Linked DNA regions of Rattus norvegicus: region 2 is linked to region 1. A link is a contact called in public Hi-C data. All regions are on one chromosome and are shown on one strand. The core of a region is the stretch at or near the end of the contact, and the rest is flanking DNA. Distances in the headings are between cores, read along the strand shown.

What was found. A called contact is a pair of places that touch in the nucleus more often than the background predicts.
Region 2: a contact with region 1 is called in a Hi-C map of liver, with 6 times the contacts expected there. The contact joins the promoter of Bet1 here to the promoter of Vps50 in region 1. A contact is called at or near these places in 4 of 12 Hi-C or Micro-C datasets (the A7r5 cell line, frontal cortex and liver).

Annotation. Positions count from the first base shown.
Region 1 is chr4:32,435,443-32,443,192 of GRCr8, forward strand. Vps50 (VPS50 subunit of EARP/GARPII complex) reads left to right here and starts at 3,707. Exons shown (of 28, transcript NM_001173511.1): 1 at 3,707-3,825. The coding sequence starts at 3,793. Hepacam2 (HEPACAM family member 2) reads right to left here and starts at 70. Exons shown (of 10, transcript NM_001106580.2): 1 at 1-70. The coding sequence starts at 47.
Region 2 is chr4:33,079,802-33,087,499 of GRCr8, forward strand. Bet1 (Bet1 golgi vesicular membrane trafficking protein) reads right to left here and starts at 1,361. Exons shown (of 4, transcript NM_019251.2): 1 at 1,262-1,361. The coding sequence starts at 1,280.

The sequences.
Region 1 (7,750 bases), core at 2,457-4,956:
ACCCCAGCCATGCTGCTGAAGAGCTCCATGAAAGCATCCTGCCCCATGCATCCGGCGCCCTGTTCTCAGTGGCAAGTTGGTTCATGGACCAGCAGCTGCTGGTTTATTTGCTAGGGAAATTAGCAGTGAGGTAACAGACCCTAGCCTGCCTCTTGCTTCTGTGATTTGAATACAGAATGAATGTGTATACAAAGGACACAGGCAGTAGGAACACCTGTTATGTGCTTTGCAAGCACACAGGGCTGTGGCTTTCAAAGAGTTTCTTGTTGATTCTCAGTAATTTTTCAGTGTAGTTTTATGAATTATACTGTTATTCATAATCGAAAGGAGGAAGGTGCTCTCTTTAGGTGATCTCATGATAAACAAAACCCAGATCTGCTTTCCTAGCAAGAAAAATTATGCCATTATTTTGAAATTTGAAAAAAAAATAACCTCTATGAAAATTGAAGAACTTGATGAATTTGCTAAGTAGCCATTCTTCTCCAAGAAGTTACTAATTATCATGTAAAGACTGTACCAAAGAACCAAAATGTATCATTATTATTTTTGTGTTATAATTTCTATTACAAATGGCTGTGATAGTTTGATGGAATCTATGTATTCATCTCACTTAAAAAAAACCAAACAAACCAGCAAACCACAGATACGTTGGCAAGTGGAGCTGAGGTGTGCATTTTACATAGTTGTAATGTATAGCTTACACTAACAGATAATACCTGAGGCCATATTGTCTCAGCTGAGGCCTAGAGGAAGTGAATCAATAACCCATAAAAGTCTTGCCTGTGTGTTCTGGTTAAATCTTCTAGCTCCTTTCATGACCGTGGAAGCAGGTGGTCTGAGAACTTTGCTTAAGTTGGTAAGTTCCAAGTGGACTATTGGTAGGAAGGCTCTGGACCAAGCTTTCTCCATGAAATGGAACATATACAGAAAAATTTGACTCGAAGACAGTAGAGTTCTCAACAGGAGCAATTATTTTTAACAGGGAAGTCCCACTGAAGAAATTCAGTGATTGGGGCTTGGGAGTCGGGAAGGCATAGTTTTTCATTTTAACTGATTAAATGAAGACTGTTATTCAAATATTATTAAAAATAAAAAAGGAACAATTGTTATTCTGGAAACCAACTTTGGACATACTCTTTACAGCAATGTTCCCAACTTGTCGAGGACGCGTCTAAAGGCCGCATGTCTAAATACTACTGTTGGGAAACCCCACAGGTCAGTTGCTTTACAATGTTCCATACCTTAGATATTCCTTAATCAATGCACACAAATTTTCATATCGGACTGAACAACATCCGATTGGGAAAAAAACACAGGGCTTAAACAGGTATCACCAAGCTCCCTCACCCCATTTAGATCAATCTTAATACAAGCTGCTCCTATTAAATAAGATCATCCTTCATATCGTTCTTAAACCAAAAAATGGCTCATTAGGAGGGTTTCAGGATCCTTGACAAGATGTGAGAGGCAAAGACAATACAGAGGGGTGTCTCCAGTGTCAAATATACAGCATTTAAAAGACTTATAAATATTCCAGTATTTTCCTCATTTTATATTAAAATGTGCATTTTCATGACAGAAAGAAATAGTAAGTGTTTTAATAAGGACTTAAGTACAAGAGCGGTCCATTCTTGTGTCATTATATACATTAAAAATTTTGCATTACATGTGCGGTTTGTACAAGAACTGTACACCTTGACCACGCGCCCTCTAGTGGTATGTAGGCAAATAAATGTTTGACAGAGTGTGAATTCGGGAGTTTTACATTGTAATCATACAGGCAAATTTAACCTCAAGAGCTCCCAAACTGTCAGAATTCCTAAAAATAGTTCCAAAGGGTTTTCTCAGAAAAGGAAAAATTCTCCGCGACATATGGCATCACTCAGAGGCAGTGGCAGATAGAGCTCTGAGTTTGAAGGCAGTCTGGGGTATATGATGAGATCCTCTCTGGGACTTGGAGGTGGGGTTGCATTGTCTTAATACAGTATCTCATAGCACAGTTGATAATCTACCATCTGTTTCTGTAAGAAAACAAAACCTTCCATATCCTCATTGTTTACTCACTTTAGTTATATTTGCCTTAAAAATGAATGCACTAAAGCCGTTTCTGTCCATGATGATTACATTAATAGGAGTATAAGTAGTCACTGGAAGTGTGTGTGTGTGTGTGTGTGTGTGTGTGTGTGTGTGTGTGTGTGTGTGTGTGTGTGTTGGGGGGCATGCAGATTAAGGCAGGGCTGCTTTCTGACCTCGCCAATCACACATGACTTCCTGTTCATTTAAATTATTAGGCTGGTTTTGTTTTGCCCAGTGAACATCTACTACAAGCCTTTCAAGCAGCCGTAATCTTTAATATGGATCCCTTACTAGAATTATTTACACTTGGAGAACAATGGAGGAGAGTTGGTGAAATCCTCAAGATCACATGGATGGTTGTACTGAAGATGAACTGGGGAAGGAAAGCATTTATTATTATAACTAACTCTGTAATTCTGAAGAGAACTACATCTGCAGGATGTAGCCACTAGAGGAGGCAACTGCATATGTGATTTCTGTGTTAGTGTCTAAGCCTCTGCACAGTGTCGTGATTTAGGGATCACTCCTCAGCATAGTACTGGGAACCTTTAAGCATTTGAGTAATCAGGTTACACCTCCGTAACAATCTTAGGTAGGTATCTTAACTTCTCCACACCCGTTTCACTAATTTTTTAAACATGATGGTAACTCCAGAAGATGTTCATGTATACTGGCTTGTGGGGGTGTGTTTCTTGTGTTTTTCCTTCTTTCCTTTTTAGTGTTTTCGTTTGTTTGTCTGCACGTTTTGTTTTCTAGAGTGAGAAAGTAAGTGTGAGGAAGTGAGAAGGTGGGGGCATGATCAGAAAATATTGTATAAAAAAAATCCCGTAATACACACATAAAAAAAAACCAAGGAAAAGATGCTCATGCAAATACATGCATGAGGTCATGTACATGAAGCCATTAACGAAGTTCCTCCTAATTCGTTATTTTCATTGTTACCTATTATTATTAGCTCTGGCTTTGCTGTCTCTTATACCAAAGTTCCCCTGTTACTTTCTCCTTTATACCACTAATGACAAGACCAGGACTTTAAAGTGACACGTGCTCTCATAATTACTGACATTTGCCACAACTTGCCTTTGCTAAAGCAGGTAGAAAAATGATAGATGGGGGTAGACGAATTCCTTTGAATTTGCTAGAACGTTTACAGGGAATGTCAAGAATGAAAAAGAACCTATGGCTGGCCATCAGTATCTTAGGGGTACTGTTTCCCACTTTCTTCAGGGCACACCTAGAGCCCTTGGGGAAATTCCACGTCTTAGATCTCCTGTCCAAAGTGCTCTTTATGGAGGTCAGTCTCTCAGTCTCATTCCTCGCCCTGCTATTCCAGATGTACTTTCTCTCACACTCCTAGAGGGCGTCTTGACAAAGTCTTGTCAGAGTTTGTTTAGTTCAGTGGCCAGACTATCTAGGTCTTAAGTAATCGTCACGCCCAATCCTCTTCCGTGTCCAGGTACTGACGCTGGACTAAAAAGATTCGAAGTTCATTGACGCGTTGCTTCTTGGTAAATGTAGTACTGAGGCTGGCTTCCTTCTTTGATTGCAGCCGGAAGACTACATTTCCCATCATGCTCAGGGAAAGGAAGGCTGACCCAGGCGCGCAGCTCCACGTGACTACTTCACTATGGCTTCCCTGTGTTGTAGCTGGCTGTTGGGTGGTCTTAAGTGATTTGTTACTTCCCAGCGGCAGGGTAATCGTCTCTCGAGTTCGACATGCAAAAAATCAAATCTCTTATGACCCGGCAGGTGAGTTCTGTTGTCCGAAGCAAAGAGCTTCCCGCTCCCGGCTGGGAGAGGAGCCGAGACGCCCAGTTCCCGTGTGGCGGTGGGCGGAGACTTAAGTTATAGTGGGTGGCCGGTCTCAAGGGTGTTGGGCAGCTAAGTAGTATCCTGGAGAACTTACCTGAGCTTCCTAGATGCGACCTCGACTCTTTGTGGGAAGTGTCTTCCTACACACATTCATTTAGACAAAGCCAATCAGGGAATTGGGCTGTCTTTGTCTCTCCTCATTTGCTTTAGCTTCCTTTCCAGGACAGCCTCAGCTGCTTTGCAGCATCCCCTCGTCCTCACTGGTGGTGTTTTGCCAGTAGGTGCCCTGGAAAGTGAGGTGGGGTCTATGCAATACAGAAGACTCGAAAAGAGGGAGGGTGAAGGGACAGGGCTATTTGTAGGCAGCATGGTAGTGTTGTGCTTTGGAAGCAGCTCCCCAAACCTTGTACCTGTTTTCTGGATGTAAAAATGGGAATGACAGTTCCTTTTCTATCCCCCAACCCATCTCAAAGCACGCGTTGTATATGAACATTCTTTGTGTATTGCTACTTAAAAACATAATAAATGTCCTGGCAAAACAATGATCTTTTTATGTTTTTGCCACAATGATAATTCACGAATAAGACTACTTCATCTTGTCTCATGTATGTTAGGGTTGAAGTCGAAGAGATTTATTTTTTAGGTATTTATTGAACATTTTATTTTCGAAACCTTTCCTTTGACTGTAGCAGTTTTAGCTACTGTATCGTTGTTTTAATAAGAAAGAAGCATAGTTTAGATGAGTTTTTAAATAAGGGTGGCTTAGAAATGTTGGTAGAGTCCTTTCTTTAAATCTTTACTTATAATTCTTGTAATAAGTCAAAAGACTTCTTGTCCTGCTTAAGGTTTCAGAATTTTAGTGATAGTGGGACAGTTACATATAGTTTCTAATAGACAGTACCTACATGATCCTTGCAGAATGCTTTTTCTTTTCTTGATTGGGGTTGAGAAACTAGGAAAGACGTTCTGTGAATAATAAAACGAACAAGTAGGCAAGTAGAGACATTTAGCAATCTTTCACATTGTTGCACGCTGGGGCTGTGTTTCCTGCTGCTTCTTACTTGAGAATTGGTTTGGAGGCTTTTCATCCTGAGGTAGGAGGAGAGAAAGCAGAAGACAGTCACGAGCTGACTTGCAGCCACTCAAGTGCTAGATGACTACATTCTGGTTTTGCTTTCTGTCTGCTTGGTCTCCTGTTAAGCAACATAGTCCATTGTCTATCATACCACTTGTAAATGCCTTGGACTGCTGCATTTGGACTTTTTCTTTCTGAGGTTGGTACTCTCTTCCATTCGGTGCCTAGTATCATAGGTGTATACTTTATGAAAATGAGTGGAAGAGAAGAACCAAACAGTTCCAGAAAACTGATGATAATATATTCATGTTTATAAATGTAATGCTGACTGCAGAAAGTGCAAATTCTTAAGCCTCACACAGTTTATTGAATTATAGTAGGTTATATCTGTGTTTAGTTGGAGAGGAAAAAAACATCTTTAGGACATATACAAGAAACTACTGTATAATTGGTGACGCAAAGTTAGGTTTATGCAAATGTGTGGTTCTAATTATATGTTTAAGGCTCAATTATACATATTTTATTGTTATGCTGTTGATGCATATTAAAGAGATGAGATTCTGGTTTTTGAAATTTTAATTTTATTTATGTTCTCTATCTTGCTTAGTCACCATTTTGATCTTTTTTTTTGCAAAAGGTTCACAGGGATGGATGCCTTTTGTTAACTGGCCTTATGTAGATGAGAGGTATGACTCATCATTTCTCTCTATGCTGGCCTCTGTTCTTTCAGTTCTGCCAAATTGAATTGAGCATTATGGGCCAGGCACTATTCCAGATTGGAATGGGAGAGGCAGCAATGAATAGAATAGACAATGCTAAGGAAGACATGGTGACGAAAATGTTTGAGGAAAAGGAACTAAGAAGGCCTGGGAGGTTTGACAATTTAAGATCAATTATATTTATAGATATCGGCTGGTCATAGAAAGCTTTAGTGCAAAGATAATACAAAGGCTGGAGAGAATTGAGGAGGTGAGCTGGATGAGTGGATACCAGCAGAAGAAGAACAAATTCAGGAAATGTTATAGTTGAGTGTAGGCAGAGTAAAGGGAATAAAGGAAACGGCCTTAGAAGATGAGGTCAGGGTGAAGACATTGATCTAAAGGCAGGAACCAGGTAACACCAAACATTACAAGTCATAGCATACCATGACTTTTGTTCTGAGTGAAATGGCATACAGCCATTTTGGCCTCCGTTTTAATAATATACTTAAGAAGGAAGAAGAACAAGAATAGAGAGACTGCAGAGGCTACTGCAGTGATCCAGGTGGTATAGAGGACAGGCCTTATCCAGGGTGCTAGTGGTGGACATGCACTGAAGCTCCTGGATTGTGGACCTGTTGTAAACGTAGAGCTAGGAAAATTTCCTCATGTGTTGTGTAAAGGGGTCAAGGGTGGCCCAAGTTGGTTCAGCCCCTGTCACTTTCGGATATGAAGGACACTGGAGAGGCAGTGATTTGAGGGAAGAGGTTTTTAAACTTGTTTATATGAAGGCTGCTTAGATATTAAATAGACACTTTGACAAGTGGGTCTGAGTTTATGGGTAGGAATCTCAGGCATAGATAAACCTTCAGGAATTAAAAGTCTATAGCTGCCAAACACAGACAGACTGGCAGACAGCATTGGCTGAAGTTAAGTGGACTGACTGTAGATAATATGAAAAGTCCAAACTGCTCTTTTCATTTAATATTAAGAGATGGATTCTGCAGTGCAGAGCATGAAGGAGCTGTCAGTGATGTGTGAGGTTTGTAGCAGCCTGATGCTTAATACATACTTAATGAATTTGGATAAAAAGAAAAACATAAAAAAGCAAGGATTTAAAAGATGCTTTAGATCCACCAGGTCAGACTTGAGTGAGAGTCAGCTTTGGGACGGAACAGCTTGGGGGACCTAAGAATAGCCTGCCCTCCTTCCTTCCCTCCCTTTCTCCTTTTCTATGTCTTTCCCTCCATCTTTTCCTCTCTCTTTTTTTTCCTTTGACTTTCTCCCTCTCCTTAAAAAAAGATTTTCTTGTTTTTATAGTTTATATTATATACATTTATTTAATTTTTATTTATGTGTTTTCCCTGCATTTGTGTCTCTGTGACATGAGCCCTTGTAACTGGAGTCACAGACAGTGTGAGCTGCTATGTGGGTCCTGGGAATTGAACCCAAGTCTCCTGGAAGAGCAGTCAGTGTTCTTAAGTGTTGAGCTCTCTCTCCTGCCCTGACAATGGTACTCCTTGTGAAGTGGTGGGGAGAAATTCTGGGTGGGTTGGGCTCGTCAGCTATATTAGGGAGAGAGATGGAGAGAAATGACAATCACTCAAGTCTGTCTACGAAGAGAAAGAAACACAAATGGCTGCGAATGTCATTTTGGTCTAATAGGACATAATCGCTAGTTTCATAAGAGGAATAAAAGGTTCATAGCTGTAATCGAAGTGTCTTTATTGTTAATTGATTTGGGCTGGAGAAATGGCTCCACCACTAAAGGTTAGGCTCACAAACAAAAATAAAAGAAAGTAGAAAGGCAATTCTATCGATGCTGAATTTTATACACATTTAAATTGGGGAAATTGTAAAAAAATTTAGATATAAATATTAGATAGAAGATAATGATAATAAGAAATGTTTTGTTGATAAATGCAGATAAACTGTACCACATTTACAGAGGCGAACTTGTGTCCTAGATGAGAATAACAGAAACTTAACTTCATATTTAGTAAGAACTTAAAAAGTTGACAATGAAAGGGTTAACAGCTTATAGTCTTAAAATACAGTTGTGTGCTACATATGTGTAGAGAAATGTAGG
Region 2 (7,698 bases), core at 111-2,610, 640 kb after region 1:
GTTTGTTAGGTTGAGATGGACTACTTTCTTTCAAAGAGTGCAGCTAAATTTACAAATTCCTTCACATGCAACTTGTATATCTATATTATTGACACCTTTCATTGCCCTTATTTTCCAGTGGCTCATTCTATTCCTACAACCAACCTTACTAAAAATACTACTATGTCTTCACACTGTCATAAATATTGTATAACTTCTTATAAAATTAAAAATCCTAACAAGCTGTGAATTGTGAGTTGAAAAAGAGGCTTTATTTATTTTTCTTACCTAATTTCAAGTGTGTGTCCATTTACTGGCTTTAAACACATTACACTTTTTAAAACTGTTTTAATTATTCCAATTTATGACAGAATGGCAACATCCTTTTTAATATTTCATACACTTTTTTCAAGTATTCTGCCCTTTCTTCTTTAAAACATTATTGAGAAAGAACTTCAGAACCAGAAAACAGTAATCTAATTACTTTCTGTAATTACTAGGTTATTCCTTTCCCTGATCCATAAAGGCAAAAACAAGTGTTAAGTCATCAAAACTATCTTCTATTGCCTTAGCAGTAGGGCAAGGTCTAGCTCAGAAACGTTCCAAGTAAATCGCCAGACCTTTCACAACAGGCACTCTAGCAATGCTAGCAATGACACATAACCTTTGTAACTCACTGTTACCATACTAACACATCGTTATTGCTGTGCTAAAAGCTTAATACCCACTCCCCAAATGTCACTTCTTTAAAAAAGAGGAGGAGGAGGAGGAGGAGGAGAAGGAGGAGGAGGAGGAGGAGGAGGAGGAGGAGGAGGAGGAGGAGGAGGAGGAGGAGGAGGAGGAGGAGGAGGAGGTGATGGTAGTAGTAGTAGTAATAGTAGTAGTAGTAGTAGTAGTAGTAATAGTAGTAGTAGTAGTAGTAGTAGTAGTAGTAGTAGTAGTAGTAGTAAGATCCTGAATGAGTAAAGCAAAGGAAACGGCGAGGCTTGGGAAATAGGGCTACTCCCCAAAAACTAGCATATAGAGAAAGAAAAACTTAAGACTATTAACCAACTCACCACTGTGCAACGTATCATATAGGTTTAAACTTTCGTCTAAATTCAACTTAAGGAAACCGCTCGTAACTGGGACAAATGATGTGAACCTTCTCCAAAGAACCCAACAACTCGCTTTGGAACTCCAAAGTCACTGACAGAAGGCCGGTAGTTTTCCTCCCACGCCCCTACTCCCGGTTCAGCAGGTCCTCGGGTCCCCAAACTTCGAACTTCAGCACTGCTCTTACCCAGGCCTGCACGCCTCATCCTGCCACGAGAGGGGAAGGAGGGCAAGGAAGAGTGGGTAGGAAAGGGCCAGGGTCACCCAACCTCGGCTTCAGTCCTAAGGCTCCTCAGAGAAACAACTTTTTGCCTCAGAGCGCCACGACATCAGTAAAGTCTAAACACCGCGCCGGTTTATGTCGTCACCCGGACACATATAGGCGCCCTGCAATGAGATTTTAGTTGCATTCTGGGAAATGTAGTCTTCGGGCTTCTGGGGCACAGGGTAAGAGGGGCGTGGTAGGAACCAAGTCTGAAGCGGGTGGGGTTTCCGGAAGGGCAGAGGCTGCTGCTGTGGCTCTAGTCCTGTGAGTCTGGGTCTTTACCTCTTCCAGAGCTGCCAGTAAGGGACTTTATGATGTTAGTGCCAACTTTAGCCGGGGAGAGTTATTCCTCCCTGGCCTGGATGATGGTGACTCATCTTTCTTGATTTTCCCTTGCACTCCCAAAGTCCGAGGAGAGTAAGTCAGTGCAAACTTGGTTCGAGAGTCTCATCTATACTGTCTGAGCCTCTTAGCATTAAAGGAAGATCAATCCTCTTACTTCCTGATCCTGCCCAGTGGAATAGAAAGGGAAAAAAAAAATCTGTATCTTCGCAGTAGAACATCTGGTAGGGAAGTGGGGAGTCTCTCATTCCTCATTCCTCGTTTAATGCATTTGCTCTATGTCTGGAAAGAACCGTGATGTTTAGCTTTTAAACACTCCCTCCTACTTAGGGACCTTTTAAATAACGCAAATAACTTGCGTATTTCAAACCCCAAAGTCATTGACAGAAGGCCAGTAGTTTCCTCCCACGCCCCTACTCCTGGCTCAGCAGGTTCTAGGGTCCCCAAACTTCGAACCTCAGCTCTTTCTTACCCAGGCCTGCAGACTTCATCCTGCCAGGAGAGGGAAAGATAGACAAAGAGGAGTGGGTAGATAAAATTAAGTGTTCTAGTGATACTTACAAAACCAAGAACATGGGCAGAAAAAAACCCAAATACACACAAATACCTAATACTTGTTTGGGTGGAGCATGGGGTCCAATTATGGGCTTAAAAGTTTGTTAGGATGCGTGGAAGTATAGTGGTTAATATCAAAGGATCATTACAAGGTTACACAAAAATAATGTTTTTTGAAGCCAATAGTTATTTACTGCCCATGTTAATATAGTTGTGTTGCTACTGTATGGCAGTGATGTGGTATTTATAATAGAGCTTTCTGAAACTACTATACTATTATTATTATAAAGTATACATTATAAACACTGATCATATAAGTCAATTCCCAACTTAAACATTGACTATAATTACAGCTTAAGTCTCTGCCTTAAGACAGTGTCTGTAAAATACACATGAAATGATTTACAATGTGATATATTAACTGGGAAAATAAACTTTAATAGCATTAAAAGAGTCTTCATAAAGATAAAGTAAGCCGCCATTCTCCAAAAGCAATGCGATTAAATGATGATGGATCTGGGGAAGATATAATTCAATGAGAGAAACGATAGACTTCCTTTTTCTGTGACTGTCCATCCTTCTTGCCATACCAAACTCTTGATATTCAAAAAATGAGGCACAAAGTAGATTTAATTTACAGAAAAATAATTACTGATCCTGATCACAGTTGGCAGAGAGTGGAATTATTTTTCCATTTTTTTTGTACTTTTAAAATTCTAAGTTAAAAATCTCTAGCTTGCTTTATTGACTTGGTGATGAATTGCATCAGTAATTTCGTCTCTATTCTCAGAGATAATCATGCAGAAAACATGTAATTCTTGGCTGTCATTGGGAGATTGTTAACTAAAGATGACAAGATAAAATTAAATGTTCTGGTGATACTTACAAAACCAAGAACATGGACAGAAAAATCCCCCAATTTTTTGACTAAAATAGAATTTTGTGTTTCTTCTATTTGGTTGACTTTTGTCCACTACAGTGTCTTTTCCTATCTCGGTCCCACATCCAAACCAAGGGATTGATAAAATACAAAGCTCTTAAAACTTGTTAAATAAACATTAAATTTTTCCATGCAAGTAGCAAATTCAATACCTCAAGCATTACATCTGAACATAAAAATATAGACTAAAAATCAAATAGTTTTTGATTTACCAAGAGAGTATGGGACAAAATATAGTTTGTAAGTTCTTTATTTGGACACTAAACAGATTTCCTGGCAATGAACTATGTTTAAGTTTCAAATTCAGTCCAGAAAACACAAAGCCATCCTAGACAATGAAAATCTATATAACATGAGACAGTTGAAACAGTTTGTTTTCCTTATAGAAAATGCAGTTAAAAATGCAGTCCCTCTAATTTAAAATAATGTTTGTGATTAAAACTACTAAAGTTTAACATTTTTCGTCTTTCCAAGATACCTCAACATCATGCTATTTAAATTGCTATTCATACTTCTAATGAGGAAAGTCTAGTTATTAGCATAAATGTAATCTTTATATTATTCAATGGCAATTTCAAATACAAACAAAAAATGGAATATGTGAAATCACTAAAACTTGTGCTTTATGGCATGCAGGTGAGTACATATTCTATTCCTGTCAGAACACTAGGAACCATTCATCAAATGAACATATAACACTTCAAATTTAATTGCATTTGGTGTGGGGGGTGGTTGTGATTACCTGTGTATGGATGTCAAAGAACAACTATTGGGAGTTGGTGCTTTTCTTCTAAGATGTGGGTCCTGAGGAGATCAACTGAGGTCATTTGCAGTGAGTACACTTAGTTGCTGAACCATCTCACTACCCACACTACATCGTAATAGACACATAATCTACTAATGCCCTGCCTTCAGCTTCCTGTGGTTTGGTGGCTCAAAGGAAAAGGGAGCCTGAGTTCCACAGTCTTTGTTTATATTGCTATGTAGTCAGTTTCAATTCAACTAACACGAAATGTGAGAGGAGTAAGGGGGATGTAACAGAGAACATTGGTGATTTACTTCTCTCATCACAAGCTCTGATTCAGGTAGAACAAGTGACTATGGGGACTACACGTGTCCCGACTGGAGTACAAACTAGCGGTATTTATCTTGTTTCTTTTGTATTTTCCCAAACTTTGACAACTCAGAGGGCTCCTGGAATTCAGAGCACATTAATGAAGAACAATAAAAACACTTATTACAAATATATGCTCTGCACATGAACATGTTCTATTATTCCATTAGACTTCATTTGCATAATACAAGGTCAAAGGCAAAATCATTAAGAATTTCAGAACAATGACTGAGTGAGGCACACCAAACAAGTGTGGTGGCTTGAGTAAGAGCACAGGTTAGCTACCTTGGGTGCATACCCATGAACTTGCACTTGTCTTAGGAAAAAAAATTATTATTCAAGGTCATAATTGGAAGAAGAAAAGGAAATATATGTGTGTGTGTGTGTGTGTGTGTGTGTGTGTGTGTAATTTTAAAAAGCAGTGACATTGAGAGGGGAGAAAGTAGTTGTCAGTTCATAGATATGATATCCAAAGGAAAGGAAAGAAAAGGCAGAATTATATGAGGCACACTCTTCACAAACCACCAACCAAGCTGGTTTGTAAGTAGAATAAGTGGCTTCTATAAGTAAGAATACATATATAAATGAAGTTCCTGTGATTTAATCAATCCAGGTAGTAAAACATGGTCTTCAAGATAGGCATGACCTTAGCAGACCCAAGGGATGGATTGGGATGTTGGAGGATAACACTGCTGCTATACACAGCACTGTTGCTAGGGTAACACTACACCAAGATGTTTCTCTCTTCCATTGCTTCAGGCCCGTTACTAAGTCCTGGTTGTGGTTCCGAAATGACTCCTTCTATGCCAGCTGTCCAGTAGAGCCACATAGTGAGGCTAGATTTCAAAATGGCCTCTCTGACACCTTAACATTTTAGTTTTAAAATTTAAAATTTGTTGACATTTCTAAACATCATTTGAGCCACTCATTCGCTCACATTCAAAGTCATTTCAAGAGCATTTGCTGTTAAAGAAATCTGTTAAACGATCATACTGATAGATTCAAAATGCCAAAGGAAACCTAAAGCATACAGCTTGGTTCTTTTCCTACCCATGTACACAGCACAGTGACACACAAGTAATATTATCAGCATGCTTTGTGGCTTTTTAACCAATGGTGCAGATTAGTCTTCTATACTTAAAAGATAAAAAGAAATGTTCAAAAAGGTTCTTCAGAGGTTGTTGAAGTATGCCTACTATTATTAATTTATAAAACTGATATGTAAATGTGGACTTGAGAGAATAATGTCAACAAAATATACATGTTCATTTCAGATTCGATCCCCTCCCCCAAACCCTATCCCGTGCTAACTTTCTCTTCCCCATTCCCTGCTGCTAGTTTTTATGTAGTGGATATCTATCTTTCCAGTTTTACACAAAATAGGATCTCTTAACTCCTAGTTTCATGGCTGTGTCACCTATGTACCCAAGTGATGTCATCTCAGTTTGTCTTAATGTATGGAAGAGAAGTATTCTGTAACTAGAACCCAAAGCCCCAACTTTATTACCTTGTCAATCACACAGTCTATGTCCTGTGTATCAATATACAACTCACTTCATCCTTGGCTTTAGTTGCTTTGGAATTGTCAATAATGTTAAATTTATTTAATAGCTGTTCCAAGAGTCATCAATAGTTGGCATCCACATTCCAAAATGATCATCTGATATTCCTTTAAAACCCTGTGACTTCAGCAACATTTTCATGAAACAGATTCCTACTGAAGTCATCAAGTGGAGGTTTCTGATCGTGTCACGTGATGCAGACTCATGCGTTGTTTTCTGAGGCAAGTCCCACGAGAGGATAGGTGAGAAGAGTATAAACAGGACTCAATGGACAGTAACGGGGCACTCGTACAGCTACCCTTGCAATGATCCTTTGGTCTAGTGTCTTCACTGATTTTCACTTTGTGGAGAGAGGCATGGCAGAGAACCGTTGCGCATAGTTTTAAATTCACTTTTGCCCAGGACCTCAGCCCTCGCTCTGACCCTTTCTGGCTCCCTTTTGTCCCACCTGGCTTAGCTCCGGAATCGGTTGCATCTAGTCCTAACCCAGCTTCCGTTTGACTCTATGGATAAAAAAACACACCCCGACAGCTTTGTTACCTGAACTTCCCTGCTAGCACAATTGTTGGGCGCAAATATCCCCTGCTTGGAAATGCGTGCCCTTATCCATATATTATTCCTGTCTCTCTGCCACCTCCTTGGTCACTGACCCGTAGTGGAGTCTGTAGGCCCTAACTCTTCCCTAGGCTTTATATGATTCCTGCCCTCCCCTTCCTCCAAAGCATGGCAGAAAAAAAAAAAAAAAAAACAAACTCCTTCTCTCCTTCCCTATATCTCCTTTTCCTCGGCACCTGAAAGACCTTTTTATTGACAAGTCAAGAACCAATTGGGGAACTAGACCTTATTATCAGAACCTCCCCTTACAGGAGGAGAGCTTCGCCCTATGTGCTGCTGGTTCTGGTTGTTCCTGCTGACTTATGCCTATTCAGCAGAGTCCTGGCTATTTCTGCAGGATTGTGCCACCACTGCTGACTCTTGTTTGGTATCCTGACACTACTGAACTGGACTGCTGGTATCCTGACAACAGAGATTTGAATCTCACCCTTAAAGAACTACTTCTAAATGGGTCCTCATCCCCTTGTCCTAATTACCATCCTCTATCCCTTCGCTTTGGACAGTGGACTAGAAGTAGTGATGACGCATTTGAGAACCCTTATTCAAGTAGGTTTTCAAAAAAATCTAAGCCTACAACTTCTACTCTTGATATTCTTTATGGAATGTCAAAATCAGTAAATATGGCTTGGGCTAATTTGCAATAGTAATCTTGTGATAAAGATAATTTTTATTTGATGTCATCAGGTCAATTGATGTTCAAATATAAGGACATAACTTTTTCTTAGAAAAAAAATATTTGAAGATGAAATATAACTTGAAAGGCACAAAAAAGAGAGGGAAAGGTTGGTATCTTTGTGCTAGAAACAATTTCTTAAACTGCAACAACCATTAACCACAAAAGGAAGTTTTATTTTTTTATAAATTTTACCAGGTTAAAATAACTCCTATAAATTAAACATGATTAAAAGTGTTTCAGTTTGAAGGTGCTAACAGTAGATTCAGAGTCACCAAAGTAGGTTGGTGTTTTGTTGGGGAAAAGAAAGTATAAAGCACTTCCCCTTAGTGTGATTTAACCAGAAGTGTAATCGGATTTGAACTCTCTAATTCTCTCTTTCTGCATCTCCAACCGTTTCTGTCTGTCTATTGTCTGAGTTTAGTCTGTGCTGGCCTACATGCTGTCCTGTGAATCTGTCAGCCCCTGGCTCTGTCTATATTCCTCTAACAAAAGTCTTTACACACTTTTACTGAACAGCCAGGAAGCACCATGTAAGGAAGGAATGAGGAGTATGTC